Linked DNA regions of Sus scrofa: region 1 is linked to region 2. The links are chromatin contacts, called in public Hi-C maps. All regions are on one chromosome and are shown on one strand. Each heading gives the region's core, a stretch centred on a gene start, on an enhancer-like site or on the middle of the called end of the contact. The rest is flanking DNA. Distances are from core to core; before and after follow the strand shown.

Evidence for each region. Hi-C and Micro-C count contacts between places; a contact is called where the count stands out from the background.
Region 1: a Hi-C map of fetal heart ventricle shows a contact between it and region 2, with 3 times the contacts expected there. The contact joins two enhancer-like sites. A contact is called at or near these places in 4 of 47 Hi-C or Micro-C datasets (embryonic fibroblasts, fetal heart ventricle, heart right ventricle and 1 more).

Annotation. Positions count from the first base shown.
Region 1 is chr6:30,942,525-30,949,032 of Sscrofa11.1, reverse strand. No RefSeq gene overlaps it. Among named protein-coding and RNA genes, the nearest start is that of IRX3, 99 kb to the left of the region's middle. Within about 2 kb of position 1,287, at least 2 of the 83 cell types and tissues checked have an H3K27ac peak or open chromatin away from gene starts, as enhancers often do.
Region 2 is chr6:30,869,861-30,876,681 of Sscrofa11.1, reverse strand. No RefSeq gene overlaps it. Among named protein-coding and RNA genes, the nearest start is that of IRX3, 170 kb to the left of the region's middle. Within about 2 kb of position 2,586, at least 5 of the 83 cell types and tissues checked have an H3K27ac peak or open chromatin away from gene starts, as enhancers often do.

The DNA of each region.
Region 1 (6,508 bases), core at 38-2,537, 74 kb before region 2:
CCTTCTAGGTGTGGAATCCGTCCCCCACTTTGGATATGTATTTTACATCCTCACCCAAAGAGATTCCGTTTGGGGCCATTTTATGGATGAGGAAACTGAGGCTGAGAGGAAGCAGATAACTCACTTGTCCAAGGTCAAGCAAGAGGTTGGACCAGAATTTGAACTATAGTCTGTCTGACTCCATGTCCTATGGCCTTGACCACTGAGCCTTGACCCACCAAGGCTCCTGGAGCTAAGTCTGCTCTGGGACATGGAGAATCCTTGGGGGATAAAGGCAGCTCTCTGAGGGCTCCAGGCTCAGACTCAGCCCTGGAGGAGAAGCCTTCCCTGGATCCTCTGCCCCCAGCACTGTGCACCCCCCCCGCCCCCGCGCCCCAAGACACACACGCACATGCACACACATGTGTACACACACACACACATACACACACGCACACACGGCAAGTACCATCTAAATGTCTGGGGCCGGCCAAAGGCTTGGAGAACAGGCCAAGAGGCTGTTGGCAAGCCCACTGCTCTGTCACCCAGAGGGTGACTCAAAAGGCAGGGCATGCTTGTTTCAAGATACGGTCTGGGTCCCAGGGCCAGGAAACCCTCTCTGCACCCTTACAATCTGCCTGTTTGATAATGGACAGGATTGGCCCTACCTGGACCTTCCTGGCTGGCCCTGCTGTGGGGTCCGCCAGGTATTGCTCGGAGGCTGCCAGGAGCCTACAGTGGGGGTGAGAACGGCCACCCTCCCTGCCTCTGGTGCTCTGGGCGGACCCCCACATCTGTGTATCATTTAGACTGCAGAGGGGCTGGGAGGAGGCAGAGAGCATCCAACCACAGCAGGTCAGACACTCATTGAAGACATGTCCCCCTGGCCTTACCTGGCAGTCCCCCGTCATTCCTGGAAGATGAGTATAAGCTGCATCTTCCTGACAATTCAGACTGTCGAAAAGAGAAGACCCGAACAAAGATGGCAAGACGGGGAGGGCGGCATTGGGGCGATTGGGTGAGTTTTCTTCTAGGGCCGTGTCACCAAGTGTCTGATGTGGCTTTCACACTTTGTCATAGTCAGGCCTCCGTATGTTGCAGTGTTGGTGGCCTGGGATTCTGGCTTTATCACTCCCTAATCTCGGTTTAATTGCTGTGGTCAATTTACCCTGTACTTAATAACCCACAGCTTGGTATAATGTTTAATATGGTTGACACACACTTTGCTTTAAATGTCAGCACTGGCTGGGCCTGGGGACTTGGCAGCCTCCCTGGGAGAGATGGCAGAGGAGCGGTGTCATCTGCTCGGCGTCTGGGATGCTGGTATGTTGGCTGCAGCCTCTCTTGGCTTGAAGGCTCAGCCACTGCCCAGTGCTGGATGGCACTTACCACCTCCAGCCTGTGCCTGAGGCCCACCCAGCCGTCATCTGCTCTCCTCTTGCTGCGTCCCACCTAGGGGCTCACGGGGAAGGGGTGTCTGGAAGGCAGCCAACCTCAGCTTGGAAAGGGTCCCGCACCCCAGGGCTATGTGCGGGCTGGTCCTGGTTGCATGTTTGTGCCCGGGCCCCCAGGGGCAGCTCTGGGGTAAATATCACACTCTGGTTGAGGGATTGCAAGCAACATCACTGATAATGGCTTTGCCAAGAGGGACTCAACCAGCACACTGGATGCATTTTTGTTACCCACTCAACTTGCATTCCTTCTGCGTCTCATGGACTGAATGATTCAAATGGATGGACTAAACCTGATCGAACTCCTGAGGCATCTTCCCAGTTCATTGTGACCCCCTACTGCCCCTTTCTATGGAAATTGCTCTTTCATCCACAGGACAAATTTACTCAAAAGTGCTGTTTATTTACCCTGGGTGTTCCTGACTCCTTGGCAGGACCCCAGACCTAAACCGGGCCAATCAGCTTCTCTCTCCTGGAGAAATTCGAGATAAAGAGACAGCATAGAGGTGTCTGAGGGTGTCTAAACAGCAACTCATAGACTTGGGAGTCATGGGGTGGCCGTATTTTGCCACTGGACCAGATGGCAGAGGAAGCAGGATGAAATGTATAGAAGTACAGATGCTCCTCTGGATGTTTCTCTGGCTCCAGTATCAAAGGAGCAATACTTTCCTCCTTTGGTTTCCCCGAAACACCCTGAAGCTTGTCACAAATCCCCCCTTTGGGCTGAAGCAACTTGCTTTTCCACAAAGAGCTCTGCATAAAGCAATCCCACGAGAGCCTGGCACAGAGCTAGTCTGGTGGAAGGCTCATCTGAAGTTGTATTGGGGGTATGGTTTGGGGGGCCATATAAATATCTTGGGTGGAAATCTGTTGAGGGTCATCCTGGCTTTGGGTGCAGGGGATTTGTCCCTAGGGCTGGCGTGTCCCCTGAGCTCCTCCCCTTGGCTGGGTTTCTCCTTCCATCCTTGACACGGGAGGATGTAGCCAGAATCTGGGGTCTGTGCCCTAGACTGAGTGTGGGGCATTTGCCCCTTCTGGTCCCTCTATCTAGGGGAGACTGTTTGGGAAACTCGGGGTTACCCAGGAGCACCTGAGAGCAATGCTGGGAGTCTCTTCTCCACAGGCATTTGCCTTTTGGGCTCAACCCTGAGGGGATCACTTCCGGGATGCTGTCAGCCTGATGCTCTGGCACCCTGAGACAGCTCATCCCTCAGGTAGGCAGGATGTCTAGGTCCAGGTTACGTCTAAGGGTGCATGAAAAGATTTTCAGGTTAGTTTCTTTTTCCATAGGGGGAAAAAATGAAAATAGTGGTAATAAGCAGGCAATAACTACTCCAGCTCCACTTCAATTTGTCTTTATAGCAACTTTGCTGTAAAATAAGTTTCAAGTTTTTTTTTTTTTTTTCTTTTTAGGGCCACACTTGTGGCATAGGAAAGTTCCAGGCTAGGGGTTGAATCAGAGCCACAGCCGCTGGCCTACGCCACAGCCACAGCAATACCGGATCCGAGCCCTGTGTGTGTAACCTACCTACAACTTAACCCATTAAGCAAGTCCAGGGATCAAACTTGTATCCTCATGGATACTAGTCGGGGTCTTAACCTGCTGAGGTTAAGAACAGGAACTCCAAAGTTTTAATATTTTTATTGACTGTAGGGAGGGGCCCACAAGGGCAAGAGAGTCTAAAGACACAAACAGCAGCATAACGTGGCCCTATCCGCACACTCTATTCTTAAGCATATGTAGGGGTGCTGGCTTCCTAAGAACCCCAGATGGAGCCCACCACCAAAGTGGGTAGCTGTGCTCTGGATTGTTTGCGTGGGGTGCTACAGGGAGGGCAGTGACCCTGTGTCTCTCTCGGGCTCACCCACAGCTCCCAGTCTCGCCTGCCCTGTAGACTGGGCAGGTTATGGGGAGGTGGACAAAGCAGCTGGGCTGGGTCATTACTTTTCCCGCCTGGATTGAGCTCAAAGTTGAACCAAGCAGAGGTCAGAGTCCAAGCCTCAGCATGGCCCAAAGACTCCCCATGCTTAACCTGGAGGGACCATCACCCCAAAGCTATGAACCCTGGCCCTTGCAGATGATCAGGCACTTGAACTCTGCCCCCGCCTCTTACAGGCAGGAAGAGAAGATCACAGATCACGAGGGGAGCTGCCAAGTGCTGGGCTCATCTTGGGCGATATCTCACTGAGTTACCCCAGCAGCCCTGCAGGAGACAATGATGATTGGCCCCATTTTATAGACATGGAAACTGAGGCTCAGAGAGACTAAGAAGTCTGGCCAAGTTCAGAAAGCTAGTGAAGTGGCAAGGTCAGGATTTGAATTCAGATCTGCCTGACACCAGACCTCATGCATCCCTTACACCCGAACTCCCAACCAGAAGGCCGGCCTCCGAGGAGGAGGGATGCCCTTCCCAAGAAAATAGCACGGTATCAGAAGGCGCGTCCAAGAGGAGACACAAAGGTGGCATCCTGGCCTTACACAGGAGACTTTGGGTGGCACACAGTATGAGCTTAGCCACCAGGGGCATATAAGCAAACATTTAGAGCTGATACATCCAAATCACAATTTCCTGAATAGTCCTCCTAGAGGAATGTATAGATGTTTTTCCAAGGGAGTAGATGCAAAATATTAATTAATGGTACAGTTGACATACAGATAAAACAAAATAAAATAAAATAAAATAAAATAAAAATAGGATGAGAAATGTTAAATACTGGTATATAGGAGAGACCTGTAGATGGTAAAACATCGCGTCTGTGTTTGAGTTACCGCGTGTGCATTCTTGGGTAAGATTCTCCAGCTCTCTGAGCCTCAGTCTCCTCATCTCTAAAATGGGGGGACCCCAAAAAGTGGTTTAAAGTGTCAAAGGAAAGGACACATAGCAGATGGGTTGCCAAGCTCTGTGCAGACATATGGGGCCATCGGGCAGGAAGCCACATGGTCAAGTGCTCTTTTGGCTGCCAGCTCTTGGGCAGGGAGTGAGAGAGTAATTTTTGGACAGAAGAGGTGGGGGAGGGGTTGGGCTTGGAACTTGGGGTTCTCCGTGCTTAAGTCTACTTGGGCCTTGCCCCAGATTGCTGGGCCTCCCAAGTAACACGATATAAATCTATTTAATTGAACATGCGTCTTAATTGCCAAAATTACCTGTAACATTAGCTTCTTTCACAGCTGTGCCCTCTTCTGGGGCTGGTGCCAGTTCTCGGGGGCGGGGGGGGGGAATGAGTGGGTCCTCGCAGGCAGCCGCCTAATGCAGGAGGCTGTGGGTGGGCGCGGCAGCTCCGTGCAGGGCCCTGCAGGTGCGAGGAACCAGGACTGGGAGTCCGGACTTTGGTCTGGGCCCTCAGCACAGCCAGTCTAGCTTCTCCTCTCAAGAAACTGTCCCTGATTAAAGATGGCAGAGCAGTCGCTCAGGTTCCTGGACTCTCCTCAGATCCCAGGAGTCAGGGCCCATGTCCCGTGTTTCTGCTTTTACTCTCAACCACAGAACTCACGATGCTCAATCAGTGGGACCACTGGGGATCACAGAGGATTTATGGTAAGCAGAGAGGACAGCAGGCACAAAATGAACCCTGGGGAGGTAGTGGCTGCCACAGGCTGTGTCTTTCCCTCAAACGTTCTTATCGTCATTGAATAATGTGAGCAAATACAAATGGCCAAAAGAAAGAAAGCAAGAAAACATCGCAGACTCATATGTTAACAGGGAAATACATATTAAAATTTCAGCTACATATATTTGTTCACCTACTAGATTGCAAAAAGTTGATTTTTTGTTTGTTTGTTTGTGGGGTTTTTTTTTTTTGCTTTTTTTTAGGGCTTGTGGCATTTGGACATTCCCAGGCTAGAGGTCGAATCAGAGCTGCAGCTGCTGGCCTACACCACAGCCACAGCTATGCTGGATCAGAGCTGAGTCTGGGACCTATACCACAGCTCACAACAACACTGGATCCTTAACCCGCTGATTGAGGCCCAGGATCAAACCCACATCCTCAGAGATACTAGTCATGTTTGTAAATCGCTGAGTCACAACAACTCCACAAAGAGTGTTTAAGTTTAATAATTTCAGTATTGCATTTTTTTATTCCAATGAGATCATAACTTGGTTGAGGAAATTTGGCAGGATTTACTAAAATTAAATTAGGGGCTTTTATCGTAGCTCAGGGGGTTAAGGACTTGTCGTTGTCTCTGTGAGGACGTGGGTTTGATCCCTGGCCTCACTCAGTGGATTAATGATCTGGTGTTGCTGCAAGCTGTGGCATAGGTCACAGATGAGGCTCAGGTCTAATGTTGCTGTGGCTGTGGCACAGGCTGGCCCCGGCAGCTCTGAGTCAACACCTAGCATGGAAACTTCCATAGGCTGCAGATGCAACCATTAAAAAAGAAAAAGAAAAAAAGAAAAGAAATTTTGTATGGCCTTGCTCCTTGACCCAGCAATTCAAAATCTGGGTGTCTATCTACTTAGGAAAGTACTTGCACATGAACTGAAGACACTGCACAAAGATGTTCATGGCAGCCTTGTTTAATAGGCAATTAGCAACAATTTGAACATTCATCCTAAGGCAATGGTTAAATGACTCACTGTGGCAGCCCAGGATTTCCTTGATGTCCCTGGTCGCCTCTGGTCAGCATGAGCTCTCAGTAATAGCCAAAGGGTAGAACACTTTGCACAGGTTTAGAAAATTCTCTGAGATGTTCTGTTGGTGAAAACACCAAGATGCAGAAAGATCCAAAAGTATGAAATAAATTATATAAAAGCAACACTTCACCAATAAACAAAACTATAGGAGTTCCCTGGTGGCTCCGTAGGTTAAGGAGCCAACATGATCACTGCCAGGACTCAGGTCAGTGCTGTGGTGTGGATTCAATCCATGGCCTGGGAACCTTCACATATGGGCACAGCCAAACAACAACAACAACAACAACAACAACAACCAACCAAAACTGTAGAACTGACCCAAATCAATATGATGTATTTCTATTGGTACATAGATGCACAAAAATCTATAGAAAAAGGTCAGGAAAAGGAACGTATACGTGTGTGTGACCGGGTCACCTTGCTGTATAGTAGACAATTGGCAGA
Region 2 (6,821 bases), core at 1,337-3,836:
TGAGCCTCAGGGGGAAGAAGTGGGTCCCTTGATGCAGAATGGCCACTGTCCCAACTGGTGCCTTTGTGCCAGTGAAAGACAGGTCCCCTTTCTTAAGATACTTTACTTCCATCTATCAAAATATTGTACTTATTTTGCTTGATCAAAATCCATTATGTCATCTGCCAGAAAACTGTCATAACGAATACAGAACTCTACAAAGAGTATGTGAGTGGCATCCCCTTAGAGCTGAGCTCTTGTGCAGTATGCAACCTTCACAGCTGGACATGTGCCAGTTCTGTGTAACTGAGCCCAGGCACCCAAGTTGGAGGGGGGAGCATATCATGTCCCGGTCTGACTGAAAGTCAAGACTGACGTTGCTCCATCCAGGCTTTTCTTTCCTATACGATCCAGTGTTAAATAGTTTCTTATGAAAGGAATCATATTTTGACCTCTGTTTCAAAGCTTGGTCTTATTCATCTAGACAGATTCTGCTTATGAATGTATAGTCCTGAATTGTGCAGCTTAAAGGGACTTTGTGAGCCCATGGCTGGCATTCCAGCCTTAGGAGGAAATGGGAATGGGGCTAAGGGAAGGGGGACTATGCACATCCGGAAGACGGCAGATGTTGGACAAAGCATGGGATGGAGAGAGGAAGAGTAACCACCCAAATGTTCCTGGCCCAAGAATAAAATCAAAGACATCTCTTTTTTTTTTTTAAAGGCTCACAATTTATGGGCTCCACAGGCTAATCTAGAAATGACCTAGGCATTGATTAACCCTGACTTGCCTGGTCAGGAAATCTCCATGGGGACCTGAAACGAGACCTGAGTTTGAAAGGCACCTGCCAGGAAGAACAGAGGTGTGAGTGGAGCCATGGCAGGATGTGGCTGATGCTCCTCCCAGAGAAGCAGACCTTTGCCCTGATCCCAGGCAGCCCTGGGAGGGGGATGGTCCTGCTTCCAGGCTGTGGACACATCACACTGGACGTGCGTTCCCCTGGCATCGCCTCGATGGGAAGAGGAACTCAGATCAAGGAAACAGATACCTATCTGTGGTTGGGGAGCTTTGTTTCCACCCATGATATATAGTTCCGGAGGAGGGGTGGCAAAACAAATTATTCCGTCTCCTCACCACCAACAGGTCTTTAGCAGGGGCTGATGAGGAGAAGAGATGCTGGCGATTAGCAGTTACCTCACAATAGGTCCCAGGGACAGGAAAAGTGTCTGAAGTTTATCTATTGTTAAGTGAGATAATTTATTGTTGCCCAGGGTTAAGGAGCAATTCCAGTCCCTTCCTACCTCGGGAACGTAGATTTATAAGATGATGCCCAAATTTAGACATTGAGGCGCTGCTGGCAGAAATGTCCCCAAAGGCTGATGATGGCTTCTGCGCGTTTGAAGCCAAGTCATTCACAGAGCTAATTTGAGGCTCTCCTCGGAAACTATATTTGCTTTCTGAGTGCATGGTGAGTTTTCATTGGGGCTCTGACCAGCTGACAGCTATGCAAGTTTGTAGATACCAGTAATTGAATATAGATAACCTTGATGGTTGACCTCGTCAGAGCCAGGCCTGGCTGCTTCCCATTGTTCCTGGTTTTGCCAGTTGATACTAAACGGCTGCCAGATGAATTTATATATTAAGAATTCTCTGCAGTGGGAATTGCTTATCGTCTCCTGGTCTCTCCTGTAAGCTTCTATTTACTTGACGTGGTGAGCTGGGAATAAAAACCGTGATTTGACTCTTCGCTCTTAGGAATGGCGAAGGGCGTGTTGGAAAAGCTTTATTAATTTCTAAAAACGAAGGCGGGGGGGTGGTGGTGGTGGTCATGCTTATGCTTTAGGCGAACTGTAGGCGTTCGTTCCACAAAGCTGCTTGGGGCTGTCCGAAGTTGGTTCCCAGCCACCTTTTCAGTATTCAATTTAGCTTAAAAGCAGAGCTTGAAATGCATTTGGCATTTCCCTTTGCATTTTAAGGGAAATTTTGGAAGAGGTTCAGAATGTATGGCTTATCAGGAGAGATGCCTTAGGAAGGCGCTGAGAGGGCAAGGTGAAAATCACGGGACCACCTAAAGAGGGGGTGCAGGTTAGGCTAAGTGTTCGCATCAGGCTTCTTGGTCATTAAGCTGCCCATTGTCAGCAGAAGGTAACAGTGGGATTATTTTCATGGTGGCTCTGCGGCCATCTCTCCCTTCTTCTTTAGACTTTTCTGAATTGTTGAAATGTCAACAGTGAACATGGATCATTTTTTGCCCTTAGGAAAAAAAAAAAAAGATGAAACTGTTGAAAAAAATTTTTTTTCAAGAAACCATGTAATCCAGTCTTCTGGAAGCTGATCTGTATTTCTCCAGGCTCTCCTTCCATGGGCTTTGAACTTGATGGCTAGTGCAGGGGTGTTAGGAAAGGCCAGAGTCTGTGTCCTCTTTAGTCAGAGGTGACAGGGTCAGAGGGCGGTACCATGGTCCGCAGGGGAGGCAGAGGGCCGGATGGAAGCAGCCCCGATAGCCGCTGTCTACATCGAGGCATCTTGGCAGCTAATGACGAGGGGTGGAGTCGGAGGTCTGGGCTTCGGAAACCATGCGGGTGGGAGCTCCAGAGGCCTCGCTGCCAAGCAACTGTGTGTCACCGCTCAGCTGAGGGGATCAGCCTTTGATGCTTTCAACATCAGAGCATCAGAGCTGTTCTTCATCCTGAGAAGGAAGGTTCGGGTTAGTCAGCCAGGGCAAATAGCTCAAGGGAAATTTCACTTTCCCTTTGTTGGGCCCCCTGCTTTCATGTGCTAGGACTGCACCTCCGGATGGCCACACGGGGAGAAGAAGGCTCGCCGGACCCCAGTGTTCGCAGCCCAATGTGGGGACCTGAGCGTATTGCGAGGCCATATGGAGAGCCGTGACGCAGACCACACCTGGAGGAAGGGGCGGCTGCGGGCCTAAAATGACCTCTCCATGAGGCCATCTGCTGTCCCTGTAGTCACCGTCACTGCAGTGGTGACTGGCCTGGGAATTTTTCTCCCTGGGCCAGTCTAACTGGTCTGGCCTCCCTCCCCAGCAAGGCTGGCCCTGTTTGTGTCTCTGCTGCTCTGGGCATGTTTACCTTGGAAAGAAGGTCACGAGGGCATGCGAGGATGTGACAGCTGGTGCCTTCCACTGTCACCTGTGGTGCACGGAGCCAGGACGTGTGGGTTTGAACCCAACTCAGCTCCCTATTAGCTATCGTACACTGAACAATTATTGCATCACTCTCTTCCTCACTTTCTTCCTCTGTAAAATGGGTTTGCTCTCTGTATGGACCCTTTGGGGTTTTTTTTTGTTTTTTTGTAGAAGAGCCAGTGGCATTAGCATGTACCCACCGCTCCCCGCTCTGCCTAGAGCTAGAAAGGGCTCTACCACTGCCAGCTACTGTTGGAAACATGCATTTGATATTCATTTGAACACAATCCAGAAATCCTCAATATTTTAAAAACAGCTTCAAGAAAGGACTGGATCTTCCAACAATGAAAATGTGTATTAAGCAAAATGGTGATTTCAAAAAAATTAAGGCAGCTAGGCCAATATTACCCCTTAAGTGTGTGTGGAGCCTTGTACTTCTGAGGACTCTGCTCCTTTTATTGGAATGACCTACTCTGGGATGCAGTTCTTAAGAACTCAAAATCCCAAAGATATGGCAGTGTCTGCAGAGGGGAGCTAGGGGCATTGGTTCAGGGTGGGGAGAGGGAGAAGGAGGAGCAGGAGTTATGCCAAGGATGCAAACCAAGCCAGAGGTGGCAGGGCCTTTAGTCCAGGGAGAAAGTGATGGGCAGAGAAGGATGCAGCCAAGGAGGGAGGAACCACCCTGAGCTTCAGACAGACTGCAGTCTGCCATCTAGGGGGTCTGGTGAGGACAGGGGACGTGATGGGACAGCTGCTGAAATGAGCTTGACCTTGAGCTCTAAACAATTCACTCTAGAGCCTGCTTAACAGTATCTGTGAAATTTGGAGGTCCCAGGTATTGGCAGGAAGTCATTTCAGAGCTTTGGGTGATAGCAGATGGCCTGAGGCTGGCTGGAGGGACAGTAGGAGATGTGAACTTGCCACAGGGGACCTTGGCCTTCCCTCTGGTGAGCCCAGCTTGGCATTGGGATATGGGCTCTGAGACTTGCATCACGGGAACCGCAGCTGGAAGGATCTAAAGAGCCTCCATCACCAGTGAGTGTGAAAATCCTATATTTACCACCTGAGATGTTTAATTCACTCAACCCACAATGTTTATCAAATACCAACGCCGGGGAAGGAATCATGCTGGAAATCATTTTCTGCAGAGCCAGGGTTATCTCCAGTCTTAAACCCAAGACTTGATTTTATCAAAATCATGGAGGAAGCTGGTCAAATGCAGAGTCCAGGGCTCTACCCAAGAGATTCTGATCCAGTGAGTCACGCATGGGGCCCGGGCACTTGCTTTTTGAACAAATACAGATTTTTGCCTTCTGAGGCCAATGAGCCATGTTGTGTCTGTCTGTCCACCCATCTAGCCAGCATTTACTGAATACCCACTAGGTGCCAAGCACTGGATTGGACCCTGGGGACTGGAAAAAGTCATGGCGCCTGTCTTCAAGTCACTGTGGCTATTGCAAAGGGTTGAGTTCAACAACTCTAACAGTTCCTACCATTTCAAATGCTGCAGTCTTTAAAAAGATGCTGTTTTAAATAGCTTGGGAGCTCCTTGCTGGCCTAGCAGTTAAGGATTCAGTGTTGTCGCTGCTGTGGTTCTGGTTTGATCCCTGGCCTGGAAACTTTTGCATACTGTGGGCGCAGCCAAAAATAAAGATCTCAAACCAGAGATAGAGATAGAAATACATTCTCTGTTCACTAGACTATTAAGTCCATTTGTTGTATAAAGTTTATAATGGACACAACAACACTTACTATAAAGCAGAGAGTTTATAATGGACATAACAACACTTACTATAAACAACATTTACTACACATATTTTATTTAAATTTAGTCTTTGCAACAACTTTAGGGGGCGGTGTTATGACCGTTCCCATTTTACGTAGGAAGGATCACTCACCAAGATCCCACAGGTAGGAAGCAGTAAATTACGTCATTTGACCCCAGGTGGCATAAGCCCAGAGCCTACACATTTTTTTTTTTTTCTTGTTGGGGCCACACCCATGGCATATAGAGGTTCCCAGGCTAGGGGTCGACTTGGAGCTACAGTTGCAGGCCTACACCACAGCCACAATGACTTGAGATCAGAGTCGTGTCTGTGACCTACACCACAGCTCACAGCAACACCAGATCCTTGACCCGTTGAGTGAGGCCAGGGATCAAACCCGCATCCTCATGGTTCCGAGTCGGGTTCATGAACCTCTGAGCTAGGCAGGGAACTCTCAGAGCCTACACATTTAACTATCACACTGCTTCCCAACTCAAATTGCTACTGGTGAAGTTTTGAGGCTGAAAAATGCTGCTATACAACTAATTATTCAGATATTGCATCTATACAACCAGAGGAGAAAAAACTTGGGGTCTTGTATTTGAAAGAACATAGAGCATCTTGATTTTTTTGGATGCCAAGGTGGGAGTGAGGATAGAGGGGCTAAGAAACGGCTTAACTTCACAAATAGCAAATCCAAAGGTTCAGTTTTCACAAATAGCTGAGAATGTCAGCCTTGGCAAGTGCATTCGGACTGACAAAACTAAAAGACTTTGATAATATCAAAATGCCGGCAAGGGTGTGGGGAAAGAGTTCTGCCCACACACAGCGGGGAGGTGTGCCAGTTGGTTCAACCATCATGGAGGGTGATTTGGCAATGTCTAGTGAAAATTCAAGTGTGCATGACCTAGCAAATGCACTCCTAAATCTGTCCGTATGTGCCCAAGGAGATGCAAAAGACGTTCCTAGAACACTGGAAAAACTGGGACAATCTAACTATCTACCAATAAGGGGTATGGGTGAAAAAAGGCAGTTCGAACCACCCATGGTACTTTTCCAGCAAGAAGATCTAGGCTTGATATTTCAAACCCATAGCTTGAGAAACCTTTCTAACGCTTAGTGACTGTGTAGCATAGTGGCTATTAAGAAACATAGCTTCTGGCCCAGACTGCCTGCCCCAATTCTTGGCTCCTTCCTTTACTCACAGAGCAATGTTCAGCAATCTTCTTGATCTCTTTGTGCCTTAGTTTCCCCATCTCTGAAATGGGAGTGGCAATAATAGCACCTCACTCATAGGGCTGTTAGGAAGGTTTAAAGTATGAATGCAAGGAAATCTCCTAGAATCCTATGTGTTACCTAGTGTTTGTGGCACAGCATTTGCTATGAAGTCTCAGTACGTTTGGGATGGGATGAGATGATGGTGATTAGCTATGGCTCAGAGTTCACCGGAAAAGTAGAACAAACACACAATAAAGAATAAACCTCAGAGAAATGAACTTAGCTGGTATGAAACCAAGTCCTAGTCAGGAAAACGGTGAGAGAGAGGAATGGGTCATAAAGTAGCAGGATCTTTCCGTAGCAACCAGGTGTTAGGGGTTCGGCCCAGTGGCACAGATGCTTACGAGGGGTAAAATGTAGTGGCCTCATACTGACATGGCCACAGTGAGACTAACAAAAGCTTAATCCCTCGGGGACAGAGATGGTGTCATGGCCAGCACTTCCATTCTGGCTACCAAGCCAATATCTTTTGTCATCCTGAAAGTCTGAAACCTTGTTCCAGATTTTCCCACTGTGAGGGCAATGTTTTATTCCAGCCCCCAGCGCATCTGTGGGATCCAGCAGAAAAGCCGCTGCTTCCGCAGATGTCCGTGAACTCCAGTGGCCACCCGTGAACCTTCTCTCAGTGACCTGGTAACTGCTCTCTGCAA